Linked DNA regions of Sus scrofa: region 1 is linked to region 2. Evidence: chromatin contacts called from public HiChIP or PLAC-seq data. All regions are on one chromosome and are shown on one strand. The core of a region is the stretch at or near the end of the contact, and the rest is flanking DNA. Distances in the headings are between cores, read along the strand shown.

The links. HiChIP or PLAC-seq counts read pairs in DNA pulled down with a chosen protein or histone mark.
Region 1: an H3K27ac HiChIP or PLAC-seq map of skeletal muscle shows a contact between it and region 2, with 4 times the contacts expected there. The contact joins the enhancer-like site here to the promoter of HOXD8 in region 2. A contact is called at or near these places in 27 of 47 Hi-C or Micro-C datasets (adipocytes, adipose tissue, alveolar macrophages and 16 more) and 1 of 2 datasets of contacts at active chromatin or transcription factors (skeletal muscle).

Annotation. Positions count from the first base shown.
Region 1 is chr15:82,423,300-82,429,324 of Sscrofa11.1, forward strand. No RefSeq gene overlaps it. Among named protein-coding and RNA genes, the nearest start is that of MTX2, 360 kb to the left of the region's middle. Within about 2 kb of position 3,667, at least 33 of the 83 cell types and tissues checked have an H3K27ac peak or open chromatin away from gene starts, as enhancers often do. A contact at or near this core is called in adipose tissue, fetal liver, fetal skeletal muscle and 4 more, where this site is marked.
Region 2 is chr15:81,928,073-81,934,654 of Sscrofa11.1, forward strand. HOXD8 (homeobox protein Hox-D8) reads left to right here and starts at 2,851. Exons shown (of 3, transcript XM_021076351.1): 1 at 2,851-3,016; 2 at 3,993-4,140; 3 at 4,516-6,582. The coding sequence starts at 4,116. The coding sequence ends at 4,811.

The DNA.
Region 1 (6,025 bases), core at 2,417-4,916, 500 kb after region 2:
TTGACAGACAGCCTGGAGCTCCCCAATATCAAATGATGCCCAGGCTAACTCAATAGTTTTCCCCTGCTCAGAATGCAAAGTCTAGAGGGATTTCTGGCCAGTCCCCAAAAGTAGTTTGGGCTGTGGATCTATCAGTTTGAACCATGTGCGCAGAAGTGCTAAATTCTTGCCCAACTGATTCAAAATAAAAGGAGGGATGGGTACAGGGATGGCTGAAGGGGCCGGAGATATGTGAACACTGTTTTCTCACGACAGGGCCTCTGTCGTTCCCCAGCACTCAGAGGAATTACTGAACACATGTGCACACAGGAAGGAAACTGGGGGGCGGGGGGTGAAAGTTGTCCGTCCTTTGCTGTTTACACTTTCAAAAAGCGAAAATCCAAAAGAGGGTTGAGATCGAAAAGTTCCTGGGGAACCAAAAAGCTTAACCTACATTCCCTAGTTGTATCCACCGAAGCCTCTTTGAGCAGGAAGGTCAGAGTTAACTCTGATCCCGCTTCCAAAACAAGACAGCTTATTTTGTATGTATAGCCGTAAACTGTTTGCAAGTTTCCTCAGTCCCCGCGCTCGGGATGAATTATGAATGGAATTAGCCAGCTTGACTTGGAATTTCCTCACTTTTACTGGTCTTTAAACAAGATTTTTATACATTCATATGTAATCAATGGGGACCAGCACATGAAATGGTCCTTAACGTAAAACACTCTGTTTTAGAGTGATTTTGCAGTTAAGGAAACTTAAATATGAACTTCTAATGTGGAAAAGGTAGTTTTTACATGCTGCTTTAAAACCGATCTGGAAAACTGATGAGCTGGCCACAATATTTCTGTCAGAAACTGAAATTAAGTTTATATTTTAACGTACAATTTTAAGTGCTTGCTTTCTTTCATGAAGCCAATCTGCTTCTCACATCCACAGCCTTGGTCACCTTAACAATACATAAATTTAGTATCTGGTTATTGAGTTTTTCAGTTGCAGGGTAGAATAATTTAGATATTCATAAATACAGAGCATAAGGAGACCCTTCCTGAGTGCAAAACTACTTTTAAAATGATCACTCAGATGAGTGAATGGCACATCTCCTGATTTAATTTCAGCTTTTAAGTATTTTATATCCTTCTATACATTTTCCATATTAAACTTGCACTGTCTTAAAATTTCCCTACAAACTATGTCCAAATTGATTTCAATACCAGTCTGTGTACATAAACACTATGAGATCAGGATCAATGTCAAGTTTTGGAGAGAAAAGTGAACTTGGATTCTTTTTTTTTACTCCAGTAAGGCACATGTTCAAATTTATCCCCTGGCGATGTAAAAGAAGATGAAAATAAAATATTTCTCAAATTGCTCATGCAGAGAGTAAAACACAACCTATTTCAGTAACACTTTTATCATATAGCTAATATAAGAAAATATTTGGGACAGTTAAAAGAAAGGCATTAATTAAAGTACACATAAAAATTTCAAAGTTTAAAAAGCAGTTGGAAAAAATACTTCGTAGTCACTTAGAATCTAATTACTTGCACATTTTAATGGTCTTGTATATTTCAGTAATAAAATGTTTTTACAAACTTCTCCATGCCTTTTCAAGTACTTCAAACGTATAAAGAGCTGAGAATATTCTTTTTTCTTCAAAATACATTCAAATGTATCCACCATCTTGACAGACCTGTTATTATGGTAATCATTTTCTTATACCTGATTATGATATTTCTATCAAATGGAAAACTCTGATTTTTCTTTGGAAGGGGGAATAGTGTGAGAGAATCCCCTTAAAATACGTTTAATATTCATTAAAAGTTTCTTTACAAAAACTTTTGATATTACAATTTTATATAGACCACACTTATAGTTTTGGAATAAACCAAACTCCTTAAATAGGGCTGTGCTAATCTTGTTTAAAATTAAGAAACTAAAAATTACAGCAATCCTATAGCTACCTGAAGAAAGTTGAAAGTACTAGTCTTGATGTTTTTAATAGCTATGAAAATATTTTTTCCTGAAGGACAGATGAACTTCAGTCTGAAGTACGAACACAGAACAAAATAATACAAGCATAAAGTTTCCTTTTGAATTTCATTAATCAATGAAGAAATGTTTATTGTTAAATTTAAAATACAAAACTTTTAGTCTCGACTCTTGCGAAAATCCTGTGTGGTTAAATATTTGTTTCTAGATTTGCTCCATAAACCTACTTGCCCTTCATTTTTCAAAGGAACACTGACCGACCACATTCACAACTGCTGTCTGCAGGGAATGGCTCAAAGTCACCACCATGTCATCTGTCGCTCCCCCCTAGGCAGGCTCCGGAGAGTCAACAAGAAATTTTATTATTTATATCCATTCCTTTTAATTCTGTTATTAGCTCTCAAAGCCTTTAAATAGCAAATGTCAAATCACATGTAAATTGTTTGCTGTTTAGCTCCAAGTTCCAGGCCAGGCTATTTCAAATTCGATACTTTGCAAATGACAGTAAAGGGGGTTGCTTAAAAATTGTTAAAAAACACTTTTCCCCATATAGCTTCTGACCAAAAAAAGTCTAAAACACGGGGCTCTAATTCCCACTTTAAACTAATTACAGTTATTTTAGGCTAAAGTGTCAAGTGAACATTACTTATCAAAAGGTCCTCGGGTCTTCCATTCGCCTTGAACATTACCTTACCACGTACACATCAAATGCTCTGGCCATCTGGAAAATTAAAAATATAAGGCATCCTCACCCTAGTCACCCGCACAAGCCTCAACAGAAAACTAAAGGATCTCGGGTGGTAGCTTACACTTACCTCTCTGGGCTTTAGCAAGCGGTTTACTTAAAAAGATTTACTTTCTGGCAAAATGTAGGTCATTCTTAAATGCAGCTTAAAACTCTGGGCATCTTTGAGGAAAAAATGATGTCACGAAATGTGTCACTGCTCATTTATTTCCTATATCACTAAATTCTAATTAAGACACTCCTGATATCGACTCCTCGTACAGCAGCGTTTACACCATTTGGGGCCGCAAACCCAGACGTGGCCCGCTGGTAAGCTCTAGCTAAAAAGCACCCGTCTTTCATTGGGCACCGACATTTTTCTCCTTCGAAGACAAATACTTTGCAGACCTCGCACCCCTCTTTACAAACCTGCGCGGGGCATTCGGGGGGAGGGGGAGGCAAGACTTTGGTGGGAGCTGCTTCTCTTCAGCAGAGCGAGGGTTGACTGCAAAGGCGCAGGCTGGGTGCTCGAGCAATTTCCTGCCGATTTCAGATTCCACTTGGAGCAGCGTGGAGAGGAAGTCGGACTTCTTTTCCAGGCGGAGCCTCCACGTAGGACTTGGGGGAGCCCGCACTCGTGGGCCCGGGGCCGGGGCCGGCGAGGGCGCTCCTGGATCCCTGCGGGAGGCCGGCGGCCCAGCGCGGACAGGCGGGCCAGGGAAGGGGTGCCGGGAGCGGCAGGGCGCGCCGGACTCCGGAGAGGAGTCTGAGCCGGGAAGAACTCGCTCCCAGCGCTGCGGGATCCAGCCCCCGGGATGCCCTTGAACCCGCGGCGAGGAAGGCGGCCCGCTGAGCTCCGAGCGCCCCGCCGCCTCGGGCGGAGCCGGACGTGGGCCTCGCGCGCTCCTCCGCCTCAGCCGGCGGAGAGGTCCGGTCCGCGGCGCGGCGCTGGGGGCCCCATCCGGTCCCTCGGGTCGGCGTCGCTGCAGGCAGCGCATCCCACCCAGAGACCTCGAGTCTGAAAGCGGAGACCGAGGGTCGCCTGCGGCAAAGCTCGGCTTGCACATCACTTTCCGATTTGGAGAAAATGTCACAGGAGAGGGGGAAAGGGGAAAAAGGGGGGAGGGGAGGGAGAAAGAACCATAAATTCGAGTTCGAGGAGGGTGAGGGCCCGACCTACGCGCGGCTTCAGGCGGCGCGGCGGCGGGGGCGCCCGGGCGGGGATTCCCGGTCTCGCAGCGCACCCTAGTGGCCGCCCTGCCCCTCGCCTGCTCCCCGCGACGTTCGCTGGGTCTCCCCAGCTCATTACAATCCGCAATATATTATTTCTTCCAAAGTATTGACAATGTGTGAGACTCCAGTAACCCCGGAGCTCTTGTCTGTAATCAGCACATTTATTCACATTTAGGGAGAAGAATCCGAATTAAATCCCCGTGACCCAGATTGGGTTACAGTGTCATTTTCCCTGGATCCTCTTTTAAATCCACTCCACACCGCTTCTCTGTCTATTACATGCTAATTTAATTTTACTGTGGACGATATTTTCAGCATTTGCTGAGGACAGTAAATTTTGTAGTTTATGTTATTTCACTTTTTATGACTTTTTAACACTTAATAAAATTTTATTAGAGCACTTTTGTGTTTACAAGGCCACAAAACTCTTGGCAGGTTGTCAGAAGTCCTTTTTATTATGATCCTACTGATATACTGCGAGTAATGAAATAATCATGTCCAGAAATGTATCAAAGGCCAGAGGGATTATCCCACTTAATAGCTCCACAGATGCGCCCAGAAGAATGCGGACACGCGGCAGGACGGGCTGAGAGGCGGCTGCAGGAAGGAGGCAGCCCCCCGCGTCCGTCTTTACCATTTCGGTTGCTTTCCTAAAAGGCTACAGGCAGGGTCATGTGACTTTCTGCGGTCTCAATTTAAAAAAAAAAAGAGAGAATTTATTCTATTGCAAAATGTGCTTTTCTTTTTATTCTCCTTGTGTGGGCATTTAAGGCTGTTCTAGTGGCAGTGGGGCTGGCTCAGCATATCCGTGTCAGTCACTTTCTTCTCATTTCTAAGTGTACTTTTGTGGCATTTAAGCAGCCGATGGTGACACTGGTGTCGATCGGTGCGACTTCTCCAGTCCACGCCCGAGAGAAGGCATGGGGAGGGGCCCAGGAGGACTCCATACGTTTTAAGGAACTGCCCCCCTCCTGCCAAACTGCACCTTTTGCTGTTGCTTTTTGTTTTGTTTCTCAAAACAGGGGAATAGTGACTTGAGGACTCTGCTTTCTGCCTTGTACCAAAGAACCACAGTATGCTGCTTTTATTTTATTTTGATTTTTTTGGCTAAGACTTCCTGAGGACAGATATTGCAGCTTTTTCTTTTCTTTCTTTTTTTTTTTTTTAGAACTATTTCCTTCTCTTTTAAATAGATATATGATCATTTAACACACTGGTGTTAAGTTCATTCTTGCTGCAAAAGAAGGCCATTGCACTTCCTGACCCTGAAAGCAAGGTGGGTGGCTTTGTTTTATAATCAAATTTTCTGTCTCCAGCTTCATATTTCTCTTTCTCTGTTATTTCCTAAGTCGTGTGCCAAAGTGATCAAAGAGATGAGGAATGGAACCGTAAATGGAGTGATTTTGAAAGGACTGTTGCTGTATCCAGAGCACGTGTTCTTCTAAACTTTGGCTTTGAGGGACTTTGGCAGTATTTTTCACAAGTGTGTGTGCGCGCGTGCGCACGTGGGCATCCCCGCACGCGCGTGTGTCTCATGTTCCAACACATCACATTTGGATTTGGTCCTCTGTGGTTGTTTGAAACAAGCCCTGGGAAGCGTGCCCCTCTCTCTGGATTGCCTCCACACCACACGTGTGTGTGCTTGGGTTCTGATGTTCCTAAGGCTGCCCGCAAGAGCTCTTTGATTTCAACTTCAAGGGAGCAATTTGGTTCTTTTGTATGTCATGTGCTAATCGCGGGCAAAACTTAGTGCCTGCTCTAGTAGTCTACTGTGTGCACAGGATGCTCTAGGTTCTGAAAGGAGCGTCTGGAGGCTAGTACCCATCCCTTAAGAAAAATTCATGTCCTGAGACTATTTGGGCAGCCCTTTTTTTTTCTCTTTTTACAGAGTTTTCCATTTGCAAATGAGGCAGTTTTTCTTTTTTCTGACCCCTCTTGTTTAAATGATTTCTGTAATGTAGCTGAAGAACTACAAGAAAGTGACTTTAGGCTCCTTCCCTCATCCTGGGTGTTACTGATGATTCGTAGTCTTTGCCTTTTACTGCAAGAGATGGGACAGAGAAGCGGCTTCAGATTTTAGTCCTCCAAATTTCACAG
Region 2 (6,582 bases), core at 1,601-4,100:
TAACTTCTATAATTTCTTAGTTTTTAAAGTGCCTGGTTCTATTGAAGAAAAAAAGTCCTGTTGCAGTTGATATTTAGAAAGTTGTGATTTTGTTAGATTTAGTCCATTGTAATAATTGTGGGCGATTACAGAATGGGGATTTACTGTATCTGGCAAAAGAAGGGCTGGAAGCTTTTGAAAAAGACACTACTAGAAGCTCTTGGGAGCAAAAATGCTTTTGGCATTCAGGAGCCCCTGTTTGCTGCAGTTGACTTGTCGACAATCAAATGGATGAAGCATTATTAGTGTCAGCGATTCCAGTCTCAGTCAGACTAAAGAACAAGATTGGAATTGGTTTGAGCAGACAAGCTCAGTCGGCTAGAGGTGTCCTTTTGCCACTAGAGAGCGCCGTTGCTCCACTTTGTGATCGTAAAGCTGGTGTTGCAGCGGAAGAAGGTTTTGATTAAAGATACAATCTCATTTTAAATTCCAAATTAGGATAAATTTAAGCAAAAAGAAGCAATGTGCACTATTAAGTTCTCTAGAAGTGTTTGTTATGTATAAAATTTTGGCTTAGTCAGGATTTCAGAAAATGTGGACTACGGCACAGCTGAAACTATAAAATGTTATGTTAATGCACTGTATCAAAATAGAAACGTGCAAAAGCATACATCTTTATTTACGAAGTAATCGCGCTCTTTCCCAGATTGTAAACAAAATGTTTGAAGGGGGAAAAAAACCCTAAGTGTTTTGTCCCAAGAGGAAATATTAAGTTATGATATTTTCTTAATTAGGCCAGAATGTGTAGAAATGGAATTTGTAGTGTTTGTGTTTATTTTTCGCCCCCCCAGGAATCACAAAGTTCTAGAGGGTGCCTTGTGTTATTGAGATCTGGATTCATTCTTCTTTTTCTCCCATTCCATTCCAAAACCCACTAACGACGATTTAAACATGCACACACACACACACACGCCAAACAGTGAAATAAAAAGGCACAATTACAAAGTTATTTCCAAGGCTTTATTGAAAATAATACTCTTTTAATTGGGTATTTGCAAGATTGGAGTACAAGTCGTTAACTGTTGGAATCAGTTCGTTCGCCTTCGGACTTAAAGGAAGTTTACCTGGCGGTAACTGGCAGGAAACAACAACAAAACCCTTACCCTTCACTACCCCCACAAGTAAAGTCTCCTTGCACTCCCTACTAATTTAAAAATTAAGTAAAGCTCGATTTTATCACCTGGAGATTCATTAGCAATTCATTTACCTTAATCATTTCCAACTAATCCCTGTAGAAACAATTGATTCTTAAACATTATATTGTTATGCCTTTCCATCTCGATCTTATTTCCTCCATTTGCAAAATATGATATTCGGTCTATCCGGACTGACCCCAAGATCTTACTCACAGGCTGGGTCAACCCGCAAGAAGCGAGGGGTAGTTAAACCACTCTCCTGCTGTGCCTTTGGGAGCTGTGTGAAGGTTTTAGACATTTGCATTTGGCGTGAAAAGCTGGCGTGGTGTGTTTTAGCTACAGCGGGAGCCCCTCGGTGGGCTCAGGGAGTGTTTCTGAGGTCCGTTCCCAGGCCGTTGGGCCTGGAGTCCTCACAACAGTGAATTATCCCAAGGAAATGGGTCACCCAAAGACTCTACGAGAAAGGCAGTGTGGGCAAGGGAAAACACACTCAACGGAGACCTATTACTTATATAGGACATTAACGCCAGAGGGGAAGGGGAGGGAGGATGTGGAGGAGAGAAGGCGAATGGTGGTGTAATGGCAAGTGACTTCAGAGCAAGCTTCTAAAACCAGGGATATCATGCCGATTCACACTTGATTTATCCATATGACACAGGACGTTTCTCTTCCTCCTCGCTCATAAACCAGGATGAACCTTCTCTTTCCTTTTAGAAAAATCAGTAACTTTTTAGTCTGAGCCCAGCGCCCGCTCTCAGCAGTAACTTCACAGACTTCTTGGATAAACTAGAATCTTTAGAAGATGGGCGCCGCCTGCAGCTGCTTGGAACCGGCGCGATCCGAATGCCGGCCCGAGGCTCGTTGCGGGGGGACTTGCGGGCGTCAGTCCCCTGTACTCCGCCCGGGGCCACCGCCTGCCCTGGTCCGCTCGGCTCAGGGGCTGAGACCCTGGAGCCACGCGTCCTGCCCGAGGAAATACCACCCACCCCAGCATGAGTCCTCCTTCCCGCCTTGGAACATTTCTGTCCGTTTTTCCATTTACTCCCTCAGCAATGCTAATGCCTCCCCTCACCCCCCGCCCGCCACATTCTTCAGCCTCCCCCCGGCGCCCGGTGCTGACGTCTATCAAGGGTGAAATGATGGAAACTATATTCATGGGCATGATTTCCATTAAATATCAATTAACCTGGGAGCCTCAGCCAGGCGTGCAGTGCGTCAAGGGTAAATGTACATCTCATTTCCACAAGGCCCTCTCGGCTGGAAAAGAAGGGCTTAGATTCGATTTGATAATGCAAGGTATTGGGGTCACCCTTGTGGCTTTTAATCAAACCACTTGCACAGGACCTAACTCAAATATTCGGTTTGGATCATCTACACCACTTGCCCATGTTCCTTGGGCTGCATGCTCGTGTCTAGAGCCGTAAAAGCCAGGGCCAACCTCTGAGGGGCTGCTCTAGGGGCCCAGGAAGGGAGTCATTTGCTCCACAGCCTCCTGGGAGTGGCCTCCCTGCCTCCCCCCAAGTGTAAGGCTCTGCCGCGCCCCCGCCCTGCCGGCTGCGGTCCTCATTCCCTCGGCCCCGAGGGGCAAGACGAGCCCTTGGCAGTGCGGCTTTATGGGCCCCCTTTAAGGCCGGCGGAGGCATCTCCCGTCCGGCGTGAGGCGTCCCGTCGGGAACAGCGGTGTCGCCTCCGCACGGATCCCTCCGCGCGGTTATCTCGCGCCCATCTCGCTCCCTCTCCGCGCAGTGGCGTGGTGCGAAAATGCCTCGCCGGGGCGCACCGGGGCGGAAGCCTCGGCAGCGGCGGCGAGAGCTGTGGGAGGGGGCTACAGGGGGGGCGAGGTGAGAGGTGGCGGCGGGCAGAGGGTGTTTTTTTCCTTTTCCCTCCAGAGCGGGGGTTGTAAACCGAAGCCAAAGAGTGTCCCCGTGGGTCGGGTGCACTTTTTTCTTGTCCCGGTGCGCTCAGGGCCGCCTGGTGCCTGAGAGGAAACAGTGGAGGCAGAGGGACAGGTCACCCGGGGCGTCGGCGATTTTATTGCGGCCGAGCCGGCGCGCGCCGGGAGAGGCTGGGCGGGCGGTGGAACGCGGGGGCTGGGTGAGGCCCCGCGACCCGCGAGGGAGGCGGCGCGAGGCCGAGGAGACGGGCGCGAGAGCGGAGCATGAACGCCCAGTAGCCGAGTGCCCGCGGCTGCCCGGCCTCAGAGGCGACGCGCGGGCGGGCGGGCGGGCGGCGGCACCAAAGTAGCCCGGCGGCCCCAGCGGCGCGAGCAGCCGCCCCAGAGGCCCCCGCGGCAGTGCAGTCGCGCTGAGGCGCGCTCCCTGCCTGCTCGGCGCCGCCCGCCCGCCCGGGGCCGCCCTACCTCGGCCCCCGGCCGCCGCCGCCCCGATGAGCTCGTACTTCGTGAACCCGCTGTACTCCAAGTACAAGGCGGCGGCCGCGGCGGCGGCCGCGGCAGGCGAGGCCATCAATCCCACTTACTACGACTGTCACTTCGCGCCCGAGGTCGGCGGCCGCCACGCCGCAGCCGCCGCCGCCTTGCAGCTCTATGGCAACAGCGCCGCGGGCTTCCCGCACGCGCCCCCGCAGGCGCACGCGCACCCGCACCCTTCGCCGCCGCCCGCCAGGCCGGGTTGCGGTGGTGGGGGCGGTCCGGGCCCCGGCCAAGACTACTTCCACCCCGGCGGGGGCAGCCCAGCCGCAGCCTACCAGGCCGCCCCCCCGCCGCCGCCGCCGCCGCCGCCGCCGCCGCCTCCCCCCTGCGGCGGGATTGCCTGTCACGGGGAGCCCGCGAAGTTTTACGGATACGATAACTTACAGAGACAGCCGATTTTTACGACCCAGCAAGAGGCCGAGCTGGTACAATATCCTGACTGTAAATCGTCCAGTGGTAATATTGGCGAGGACCCAGACCACTTAAATCAGAGCTCGTCTCCTTCTCAAATGTTTCCCTGGATGAGACCACAAGGTTGGGATGCATTTTTTTTTTTTAAGCGGGGAGAGGGGGAGAAATCTGCTTTCATCTCACGTTCTAGCTTTAAAACTCCCCTTTCCTCTCCCTCTCCTTTTCCTTCTTGTGTGGCTTACAGTGACTCTTATTCATAAAGTAATACAGACTTTTTTTTTTTTAAGTAGAAACCATGTAAAGATGATGGGGACAGAATAGTGGCAATCTGCCCCTCATTCCTGCACATCCTGTATATATCTAACCTAAGGAGAGTTGTGTATATTTCACTTCTTAGACCGGTTCCAGAAACCTCCAGCAACCTGCAGATGCACCGTTACATTTTTTAAACATTTATTTTCCTCTTTTTTTTTTTGTTTGTTTGTTTATTTTAATCAGCAGCTCCTGGTAGACGAAGAGGAAGACAAACCTACAGTCGTTTCCAAACCCTAGAGCTGGAAAAGGAATTCCTTTTTAACCCTTATCTGACCAGGAAGAGAAGAATCGAGGTTTCCCACGCCTTAGCCCTCACCGAGAGACAGGTAAAAATCTGGTTCCAGAACAGAAGAATGAAATGGAAGAAGGAGAACAACAAGGACAAATTCCCGGTTTCCCGACAGGAGGCAAAGGATGGGGAAACCAAAAAGGAAGCCCAAGAGCTGGAGGAAGATCGAGCTGAAGGCCCGACAAATTAACTTCTACCTTTAAAGTTTTACCGCAGACTATTAAAACTAATGGTCAGCATATGCTGGTGGACACCACCTATTTTCTTTGTTGGAAAGGACTTTACCTGTATTTCAAGCTACCTTCATGTCACTGCTCTTGAGGTTTCTGCGCTTTGAGAGGGATTTGGGTGTTGCAAAAAAAGTTTCTAGTGTCACATAGAAACAGCGGTTGAGCTGTCCTATGTAAGAGTAATTTGATACTGACCTTGTAGCTATATTTTTATAATGGTAGTTTTTAATGTCTGAGCTGATGATTTTGCCTCAACAACATAAACTTCCTAATGATTAGCACTAAGTAATTGAATATAAAATGCTTTATTAATCAAACAAGTGCACTTGAACATTTTAAATCTTTTCTTTATGGTGAGTAAGTTAAAAGAAGTCTATTAATTTTTTTAAAAAAATTATGCCTGCAGAATATTTACTTTATATTATTTGATTAAAATGTATTATTTATGGTTTTTCTTTCTGCTTTTATAATGAATGGTTCGGGTGCCTTTTGTTTACTCCTAAAAGATTTCTTTGAGTATTTTGTAAATGTAATATCTCTGGGAAAAAGTCTGGGCCAAATATTCGAAAAGCACATGTTAGCTGAAGAGTGTAATGTGTAGTCCTGGCTCTGCAGCTTCCTTAAACTTGGGGGAAAATGTTGGGCCAGTGACAGAAGTTTCAGGACAATGTTAAAGTTGATGTTTAATAATTTTTCTATAGTTTCTACAAATTATGGCAATTTAATCATCTAAAGTGAATGAATACTTGAAAAGCCTATTATAACTTTCACTTATATAGTTTTTACTCTGGCGAATCGCCTTGTGGAAAGCTTTTCATTGCTGAATTTGCTTTCGTTTTGAACCGAGCTTGGTATCGCCTGAAATTGCTAGGTCTCTATGCTGTGGCAGTCGATGTGATTCTGTTTTTTGAGGAGGTGCCATATTTATTTGTATTCCTTCTCTCTGTTTGCATGCCCATTGTGAGCCAACTTGCTCTGCACATCTCAGATATCGGTTGGTACGTCCTCTGCTGTTCTCCAGGTTGGCCTCACTTATTTGAAACAAGCCCTGAGAGCAAATGCAGAAAAATCTGAGTGTAAACAACTGCTCCAGAACAAAGCTAGCTCCTTAATAAAAGAAATGAATCTTTTTTCTAGAGCTAGTGTTTTTGAGCGCCGCCAATAACACTTTTCCTGAATTAGGAACAATTGCCTGTGCTCACATGAAGGCAACATCCTGCCAAAACTTCTGTTTGATAAAAAGGAGGGTGGGGGTTACATGCACCCTTGCTGTAAAAAAATAAATAATAAATGCAAGGAGTGGAGGGGGCTCTCTTTCATTCCAGAGAGGGCCGGCTAGGCTACCTAAGCTTCATCTTGTTCTGTTTAACCTTGATAAGATATTGGGAAAGCCTTGAACTTCACAAAGGATTGGAGTTGTAGGCCCGGTGGGGAATGACCCAGAGTCCAGGTTACACCGCAGCTTATTCCACTGAGTCGGCGCTGATGCTGAGGTTTGGGATCTGTTCTTAACAAGATATCCATTTTCCATTTGAGGCTGCTCCTGCAGCTGCCATTTTATGAGGGCAGAGGAGGGGGCAGAGGGGCGGGAGAGAAGAGCAAAAATTCAAGTAAATTAACATTTCTTCCCCCGAAAGGGAAAGGACCTTTATCAGGTAGACATTGAAGAAGTCTCTTCTATTTCTAAATGCCTGTGTATTTTAGAAGAGGTACATTTTAATTTCCAGATTT